2 separate regions of the Ovis aries genome follow, and region 1 is linked to region 2. Evidence: chromatin contacts called from public Hi-C data. All regions are on one chromosome and are shown on one strand. The core of a region is the stretch at or near the end of the contact, and the rest is flanking DNA. Distances in the headings are between cores, read along the strand shown.

Evidence for each region. A called contact is a pair of places that touch in the nucleus more often than the background predicts.
Region 1: a Hi-C map of liver shows a contact between it and region 2, with 3 times the contacts expected there. The contact joins the promoter of LOC105611838 here to the promoter of SMC4 in region 2. A contact is called at or near these places in 4 of 16 Hi-C or Micro-C datasets (blood, liver and muscle).

What each region holds. Positions count from the first base shown.
Region 1 is chr1:228,060,216-228,065,114 of ARS-UI_Ramb_v3.0, forward strand. LOC105611838 reads left to right here and starts at 1,793. Exons shown (of 18, transcript XM_027963882.1): 1 at 1,793-1,831; 2 at 3,666-4,039. The coding sequence starts at 1,793.
Region 2 is chr1:227,754,331-227,758,899 of ARS-UI_Ramb_v3.0, forward strand. It overlaps SMC4 (structural maintenance of chromosomes 4), which reads right to left and starts at 1,872. Exons shown (of 24, transcript XM_042234980.1): 1 at 1,777-1,872; 2 at 533-832. The coding sequence starts at 671. IFT80 (intraflagellar transport 80) reads left to right here and starts at 2,292. Exons shown (of 19, transcript XM_060405280.1): 1 at 2,292-2,382.

The DNA.
Region 1 (4,899 bases), core at 543-3,042, 310 kb after region 2:
AAGTCAAGCAAACACGCTGTTACATGAAATATATTGTGTCTTCCTGCTTTGACAAATATTCCTGCCAAATGAATAACTGACAGGAGGGACAGGTCAAGCGAGAACTGTCAGAGCCGGACACCAGCAAGAGGCAGCATTTGGAGAGCCAACTTGTGGTCCGTGGGTCTTGTTCTTGGTTTTCTGCTGCTGGCCTGTGTGGCAAGGGGCTCTGTGCATGTGTGGACCACTAGGCTTGCACAGACAATCTCCATCTGCATCCCTTTAAACAGCTACATCTGGTCTCCCCTGGCCCTGCTATGTCCCAGCCTTGGAGAGTTGGAGCTGGTGAAGGTTGGACTGGGGAAAGGCCTATTGTGGGCCCTGGAAGAGAACTTAGGGCATTTGGAGAGGAATGTGGGATCTCTCTTCCCCTGAGCTTGGTTTAGAAGTGGAGACAGGACAAAAGCTATGGAAGGGCACATCCCTTGGGCCTCATGGACTCCTTAGCCCATGGCAAGTGTAATTGGATGACAGCTGTGGAAGGGTCCTCTGAAGCCAGGGTCCTGGGTTTGGGTCCCCTCTTACACTGATCTAAAGTCAGTGCTATTTTTGATTTGGGGATGTTCTGAGCTCAGGTCCTGATGAGTTAAGGGGTTTCAAGTGTCATTTTGATTATGTTATATATAGAATCTAAGTTAGTGAATCATTCTTTTCACTTTGTGCCAAACATGGATATTAAAAAATACAGGCAACATAGCCAGTATCAAGACTTTCATCTCTGTGAGAGATACCCAGGAGTGAATCAGAGACTGACAGATAAAACCAGCCCCACCTCTCTCAACTCCTCCTCTCATTTCACTGGAGTAACAGGCAGAATTGTTGACACTGTAAACTGTTTTCTCTCCTGCTTTTGCAGAGTGAATATGGTTAAATGTACCTTAAAGTGCATTCTACTGTACTGACTATGGGATCGTATTTCCTTTGTATTATTTTTTTGCTGCATAACAAATTACCCCCCAAATATAACAGCTTAAAACAACAAATATTTATTATTTCAGAGTTTGTGTGGGTCAGGAATCTGTAAATGGCTTAGCTGGGTGGTTGTGGCTCAAGGTCTGTCATGAGATTGTAGGCAAGCTGTCCACCAGGGCTGTGGTGGTCCAAAGACTCAGGTGAGGCTGAAGGATCCAATACAAGTTCACTCACATGTTTTTTTCAGGCTTTAGTTCATTTGCTTATCATATTATATCAGCCTCCTGGAAGCCAAAAAACTTCTGGAAGGTGAGAAGAGTCAAGTGACATAGTAACATTTGGAAAAGGGGACTTCAGATCTGCCAGATGCAAGGTAACTTCCAAAACCAGGGTCTGCCAACAGGTGCTGTGTTGGGCCACCTGGGGAGTTTATGAAAAATATACCAGTAGTATACACATCCTTATAGTTAATAACACTGTATTATATAATTGAAAGTTGCTTAGAGATTATATCTTAAAAGTTCTTGGCATAAGAACAAAATTTTTGTAACCAGGTGTGGTGATGGGTATGAACTAGACTTATTATGGTGAGCATTTCACATATATACACCTACCAAATCATTATATTGTACATCTGAAACTAATAAGATGGTGTATATCTAAATAAAAATTACCTGTTTCTAGGTCTACTTTTTTTTTTCTTTTGAAAGGAAGGTAAACTCAAGAGAGTTAAATGACTTGCTCAAATGCCCATAGCTAGAAAAGGGCTGAGCTGGGGCTGGAACTGAGTTACTGGGAGAAGGTAGCATACCAGCCTGGCTCCCCTCAAACCCATGTGAACATGAAGCCTGCCACTCCCTTGACAGCCAGGCAGCCCTGTGTGAGTTGTTATAGAATCTGTTTGAACCCCAGTTAGTTTATATGTGAAGAGGGTGTAATAGTTACTTTGTGCTGTTATTGTGATGACTGAGATATTTTTTAATGCTCCCTTGCCAAAGAACACTAGGAATATTTCCTATCGTTTTAAGAGTTGAATTTATTACTCATTGCACTGAGGGAAATGCATACCATGGGAAACCCTGGAGGTGTGTTAGTGAGAAGGTATTAGAAAATATTATTAAAGGATTTTTTTGTTAGCTGATTGCAGGGGGGCTCAGGACACCAGAGTTCATTCTACAAATGTATATCTTTGTAAATCTGATTCTTAGAAGGGCAGACCAGAGGGAAACTAAGGCTATAATTGGCAAAGAGGCCCTAACTGGCCAGAATGGCTGTGTGTCCACTGTGGCTTGGACGACGTTCATATTTTGTCTGTGTTTAGACATGATTAAGGAGTCTTGCTCTTGTCTTCGTACATCGTGGTCACAGAGGGGCCTTGTCTGATGCTGATGTTCTGAGAACTTGTTCATGTTTATGTCAAACAGAAGAACACCAAGGCCCAGTGATGGTACCAAGGCCGTCTCTTTCCCAGGTATAAACCATCTAGTCATAGTGCTGGACTCAGCTGGTGTTCCAGGCCCTGAGCCATGACTTTATTGTGCTCTCCCACACTGTCAGCACTGGACCTCTGAGTCACAGTGAGACAGACAGGGGTGTTCTGAGGTGCAGACATTTTGCAGGAAACTAAAAGACAGATGTCCCTTCAAAAGCAATGACTCCTTTTCTTCCCCAGCTTCAGGCATGCTGCTGCTGCTGCTGCTGCTGCGGCTGCTAAGTCACTTCAGTCATGTCCGCCTCTGTGCGACCCCATAGACGGCAGCCCACCAGGCTCCCCCGTCCCTGGGATTCTCCAGGCAAGAACACTGGAGTGGGTTGCCATGTCCTTCTCCAATGCGTGAAAGTGAAAAGTGAAAGTGAAGTCGCTCAGTCGTGCCCAACTTGTAGCGACCCCATGGACTGCAGCCTACCAGGCTCCTCCATCCACAGGATTTTCCAGCAAGAGTGCTGGAGGGTGCCATTGCCTTCTCCGGCTTCAGGCATGACATGAAGCCATTTCCATGAGGTCAAGGGTATTTCAGTCTGTGGAGAATTTCAGAAAGAGAAAAGATGGGGCTGCAAGGTGGAGGGCGCATCCTGGACTCTGCCTTAGCTTCCTTCCTGCAGTAGAGGTGTACTCTGCACTTACTGTGAGTCAGACCTGGGCTTGATGCTGTGACAGCCACCACTACGTGGAAAATAGACAAGCAAAGGATCACGCTGAGAAATGGGGTAAAAGAAGACAGGGTACCACAAGGACTACTGGCAGTCTAAGCAGTGGTTCCTATACTTTTCTGAATATTGGAATCATCTGGATCTTTAACAAATATGAGTGACTGGATCCTAGTGCACTAATCTAATTCATCTGGGATACCACTCTGAGCATTTTAAAAACTTGGAGATTTTAAAAACTCCCTGGGTAATCAAATGTGCAGCAAAGTTGGGAAATCATTGGTTTAGCCCATCCATCCTTATAGTTTAGGGTGGAGGGGCCGGGGTTATAAAGCTGTTTAACCATATGAAAGCTGCGGTCCCATTCTAGACACTTGGATTTAGATATAAAATCTGAAAATAAATTTCGATGGGCTTTCAGACCCTAGGAAAAGAATCTGGGAATTCCTCGAGGGAGGCGGGTCGTCTCGTGAAAACCCCCCAATCAGGGTGATATGAGCTCCCCGCAGAATGGCGCTGGCCCTGCTCTTTCACAGAAGCCCCGGCATTAGTGTCACCAAACCTAGCTCCCGCAGGGAGGTAAGCAAGCCACCGAGCGGCCGGTGTGCGCACGTGTGAGAGTGTGCCCGCCGGCGTGCACGCGCGGGGCAGCCGGCGAGAGTGCGTTTCCGTTCGGGAGCCCGGGCGGCCTCCGGCTGCGGCTGCAGCAGCGCGCCCGGCGCCCCCTCCCGCCCAGTCCCCTCCCCCGGTGGCTCTCGCTCGCCCTCGTCCCTCCCCCGGCAGCGTCCGCCGCCTCCGGGTGCGCAGGGCAGCGCACGGCACGCGAACCCCTCCTGCAGGCACCCGGGCGCTACTCGAGCGCCGAGCCCCGGGCGCGCCTGGCGCCCCCTCCCAGACGCCTAACGACGATGAGCCAAGACTCAGGGGTCGCGGAGAGCAGGTGAGCGCAGCCGCGGGGCTGGGTGGGGGTCGGGGTTTGGGAAGGAGGACGGGCAGAGCGGGGGTGGGGTGCGGCTGGCCCCGACATCGCCGCGTGGAGAAGGGGCTTTGCGGTCTTCAGCACCCTCTACCGCGGGCTCTGCTTTTCCCGTTTTCCGGACGGGGCGGGGGCTCCACTCCCGCCCCAGCATCCCCGCTCGAGCTGCACAAACAAAGCACCCTTCGGTGGCGGCGCCTGCCTGGCGCGGGTATGGAGCGTGGGGGTAGCGACTCGCCGTCTAGCCCGGACTCCGATTCCCTACCCGCCGGCAGGCCCCGGGCGGCTGCACCTGGGTCGGGCGCGCTGCTCCGGGGTCGCGCGCAGGTGCTCGCGCGGGAAGCGGTGGCGCGCGGCTCCGAGGCCCCGGGCGCCCGGCCAGGAGGAGGAGCTACGGCCGGAGCTACTGCCCCCTGCCGTCGCGGCTTGCCGGCGCCAGCAACCGGCCCCTCGGCAGCGGCGGCGCAAAGGCGGCAGCAGGTGGGCCCGATTTGTCCCCGTCCACCCGGCGGCAGCGTGTGGAGGGGCTGATCGCCCTGTGGCATCCCCTTTGCTCCCAGCGCGAGTGGACTCGCGCCCTTCCCGCCTCCGCGCTGACTCCCCGCCGCCCAGGCCGGCTTCTGCTGTCCTCGTCTGCTCCCGTCTCTCGAGCTTCAGCTCTCCGGATCCCCTGCGCCCACTGCACCCGGGTCTGGGAGGACTTGGGTAGTTTTTCTGAACACCACCGGCGCTTTGGCCCCTTGACTTTCAAATGGTTTGAGCCGAGAGCGGGATTATTTCCGTAATCCCCTTTTGCCCATGCGTGGAACACCCCCATCATCCCC
Region 2 (4,569 bases), core at 622-3,121:
AAAATCCACAATCACTTGAGTCCCTGCCTGAACAGGTGGTCAAATCCTACGGCTCTAGATCCAACTTTCAGTATCTGTTAAGCATCTGAAACCCTAACTTTGGACACTGGCGAGCTCCCGTGACAGTTACAGGGGTTTCGTGTCACTCAATTCCTGGACTCAACAAAACCTACGGCGCGTGCGGGCGTAGGCGCAAATTACCTTCTCTTTGCAATTTAAGATCACCGAGGTGAAGTTGTACGATCAAGCAACTTTTTATCATATTAACAAATAGTCACGCTGACACTGAAAAAAGTCCACTCTGGCTGACCGTGTCGATTTCCGCGGAAATATAAGACAAGGAACAGAAGTTCAGAATTTTAGCTATTTACTAGCCCCCATTCCTCCAGCACCGTTAACCGAAATTTCACTGTCGAATCTGTGAAAATCGCCTTCTTGACCTTCGGATGTCAACCCCGCAGCCCTTCTCGTCCGCGCCCTGGAATACCAACCGTCCACGCGCTTGCCCTCGGCGTCGCGAAGGGCTACTCACCTGCGGTGGCCAGCGCCTGGCTCCTCGCGCGGCCGGGCGGCGGATCGGGCTCCGTGTCGCTGCAGGTGCTGTCCGGGGACCGCGGCGGCCCTTCCTCTCTGCGATGGGCAGTGGAGGGCTGGGTGCCTTTACGGGGCATGGTCGCTGGAGCCGAGGGAAAGCCGGGTGCAAGTCAGCCCGCGGGCCGGCGGCCGTGCCGTCAAGTTCCCTGTCGGCCCGCCACCCGTCCCACTCAGGGAAAACTTCATCCACCCGTTTTCTAGGGCTCCGTTTAAAAACCCCGCGCAATGCCAGCGAGTCCTCGGGAAAGAAGGCACAAAAAACTCAAGTGCTAGGAAGGCGGGATTCGCCCTCTCAAGTTCTAAGCAAGTTCCTAGACGTGCTTGCGGAGCGAGCAAAGAGAGCAACTGCTCAGGATCTTTTTATTTTTTTAATGTCCCCCTCCTCTACCCACAGTGTAAATGTGTAAGAATACCGTAACGTCATTTCTAAACGAAGTTACATCCCGCACGCCGACATTTACGGACATTCCCACGCTCTCGGGGCTGGGGATCAGAGCGCAGATTCTTGTCTCTGAGTCCGTACTAGCTTTAGGTTTGAGGGGTTCTCAACTCTTCGCAGAGCAGTCGGGAACCAAGTGGCGGTTCGCCGCCCACCTTCCTCTCCCCGCCATTTAGCCCTTGGCGCGGCTGACGGCCGGGGGGCTTTGAGGTCTCCGTTTACACGGCGGCCGGGGCCCGGCGGCTGCGGCCGACCGCTCGCGACTATCAAATCGGAAGCCGGCAGCTCCAACTCCGCTTCCATCACCTTGGGGTGGCAGGGGTTTGTCCCTGAGGTCCGCGGCGAATCCCGCTGGACAATAAACTACGAAAGGCCACCAGTAAGGGCTCAGACCTAGTGATCAGTCCCTCGGGAGAAGAGAAACGGGCAGAGGGCCGGGACAGGGGGCGACGCCGTAGCCGACCAAGATTTCTGAGAAAAGGTCCGCGAGGGCTGAGAGGGCCCCAGCCCCAGTGCCACAATCGACGCTTCAGTAGCTCAGAGAAGTGGCGCCCGGGAGAAGCGCGCGGGAGCTTCGACCGCCGGGGAGCGACTGAGGGGGGAGGGGTGACAGCGAGCGAAATCTCCCCGCGGCAGCCTCAGCCTAGACTTCGGCTGCTCCAGCTCAAGGCCTCTTTCCAGGCGCCTGCGGACGGGGCAGGAAGTGAGAGTGTGACAACCGATCAGGAAAAGAAGTACTTTACCTGCGGGATAGTCCACTCAGACCAAGGCTGGAAACGGTTGTATAGGCCCCCCCGGTTCCTACCGGTGTTTCGGCTCCGGGTCCTTCACTCGAAAATGGCGCCTAAAATACAAACTCGAACGGAAATTCGTTACAAACGCGCGCAATGCTTTCTGGGAACCACTAATTTGAAAAAAATGCGGCGATTATCGCCATCTTCTGATACCTTACGCGCATGCGCGAACTCCTGGCGGGACCCAAGCTGCAGGGAACGTTTTCTACTAAGTGAAAAAAAGCGAAACAATGTTTTCCGTGGCCCTACGGCAATAGCACTCTTATAAATTTTTTTTAAAAAAAAAACCTTGCGAATCTTGAGAAAGATAAAGTGGAATTCACCCTTCAGTTTAAGTCAAGGACCAGTCGTCCAATAACGTCCCTTTAGAAGAGGGCGGGCCCACTGAGGGGCGGGGCCTCAGGCCCGCTCGGGTGACGCGCTGAGGGGAAGTATCGCGCGAAGAGGGAGTGAGCTTAGCTCTTAGAAGTCGCTATGGTGACAGGGCTGTCCTGCTTCTTGGTAACTGGTCTCAGTTCTGTGAGAAAGATCGACCCCGTTTTCCTGGAACTTAAGGTAAATCTGTTTACTTCCAAGCGAGAGTTGAGGAAAGGATTTGGAAGTTGTGGCCTTTACTGGATTCACCTTCCCTACTTTGATTGTGTGTGTGGCGTGGAGCATCGGTTATTGCCCGTCTCACTGGGCGCTCTGGACTTAGCTTTTGGGATGCGAAGGAGGAAGCCCTGAATTTGGAGGGAGCAGAGGAGCAACACGGAGGAGAGAAGATCTGGATTGGTGAATGATCGTGTAGTGAATAGCAAATAATGATTTCGAGTTATTGGTGTTAGGTCATTAATGTCACTAGTGAAAAGGGGTTTTGAGTTTTTAAAATCATTCGACTGAAAGACTCTAATGGAAGAAACGATTTGCTGGTGTCGTCTGGTTATGGGGAAATTATTGATCTGCAGATATTTCTTAAGTAGCTTCTGTATACACTGCACTCTCGGGCATAATCAGGATTATGGAGCAAGTATTCCTGCTCCCAGATAATTTAGTTTTGTTAATGGGTTTTTAACTAGGAGTTTGTGGATCTGGTAGTAGGTGATTGGGGTTCAGAGTTCATACCACTTCTCCACTACTCTAGCCCCCGCCTGCCCCCGGAATTGAGTACAAAATTCTGTGTGCTTGTGAATTTTTCTGGGGAGTTAGTTTTTCCAGAACTTTGATCAGATTATTAAACTTGGTCCTATCCCATCGCACTGTTAACCGTTAATTGATCTGAATAAGTCCAACAAATATTTATTCAGAGACTCTTAAGTACTTGACTGATAACTGGGAGCCTCTTTTATTTCCCCTTTTAACTTTTGCATACTTAGGACTTGGCATGCTGAGGCCCCAATAAATCTTTATTGAGTGAATTTACATTGTCATTCTAAGTAAGAAAGTATGATTCTTGCCCTGAGGAGCATCATGTTAAGGTTCAGTGATTCTCAAGAGTTGAAGGTGTGGAAGACACTCCCCTTAAGTGTAAGAATTCAGTGAGGTTGAGAGACTAAGGTGATTTGAATAAACACTGACTCAGTATTGTAATACACTTTTGTTTATTTGTAGTTGAAAAAAATTATTTTCATAAGACAAACTACAGACAATAAAGCTCAATGAAAAATTTGGTTGGTAGGTGTACCAGAACATGTACATCAGTTCTGTTTGAAATCATCTGGAATCTTTTGGATTTTTAAGTCTGTAAAACACTACTAAACCCAAGTTGGAGAGATATTAACCCTGAAAAATATCGAAGACTAGACCAAATTGAGTAATGTATATGGGAAACAGAGCACCATGTAGGAGAAAGATGTAACAGATAACAGAATCCCAAGTCTCATCGTTTTTTTAAAGCTACCTACTTAGACAATGTACTCAGTTTGTCAAACTCTGTTTATTATGAAACCAGCGTATAATACCTACTGCATAGGATCGTTTATGATTGTTCATCTAACATACACACTGCATGCATTTGATATTGCTGTGTTTATGACATTGACCTTGTTAGGGTATGTGCTAAGGTTGAATAATGGGGTGTCAAGTTAGAAGAAGGTTAGTTTATGAAGAGTCTTGAAAACCAGGTCAAGGATGTTAGATTGATAAATCTTCAAAATATTAGAAAAATTTTGAGCTATGGAGTGACTTGGTTAAAAAAAAAGTTAGCACTTATGTGGGATGTATGAAAAGAGAAAGAGACTGAGATCAAGCATGGCTTAGATCGTTACTGTCCACTTCTGTATGTAGGAGGTGAGAGGTGCCTATGCAGTAGAATGGTAAAAATCTGGACACATTTAACAGTTAATAGTCTGAGCTCTTAAAGTTAGATAGTATTCTTTGTGAATCTCTGGATTAGTGATGAGGGGATAAGAAAGATAAGTCACAAATAAATCTTAGTTTTACTACCTTTCATGGTTGTTGTAAATAATGTTTGGTCTTAGTGACTGATAAGAAATGTAATTTCAGAAAATCAATAAAGTGACCAATAGCTCTAGATTTAGTTGAGCCTAACCATACAGCTATAATGGAGACAAATCTAGAGTGAAAGTCGGATACTCAGAATAAGTGAAGAAGTGACCTGAGAAGAGATTAGGGTCACAAGAAGTAGGCTTCCTCCCTCTTGATTGATCCTTGCTAGTACTTTGCATAAAAAGAAGCTGGTTCTGTTGGGATGGGCTCAAGTTAAAACCACCTTGGAAAGTATAACCAAGTCTCATCTTTCTG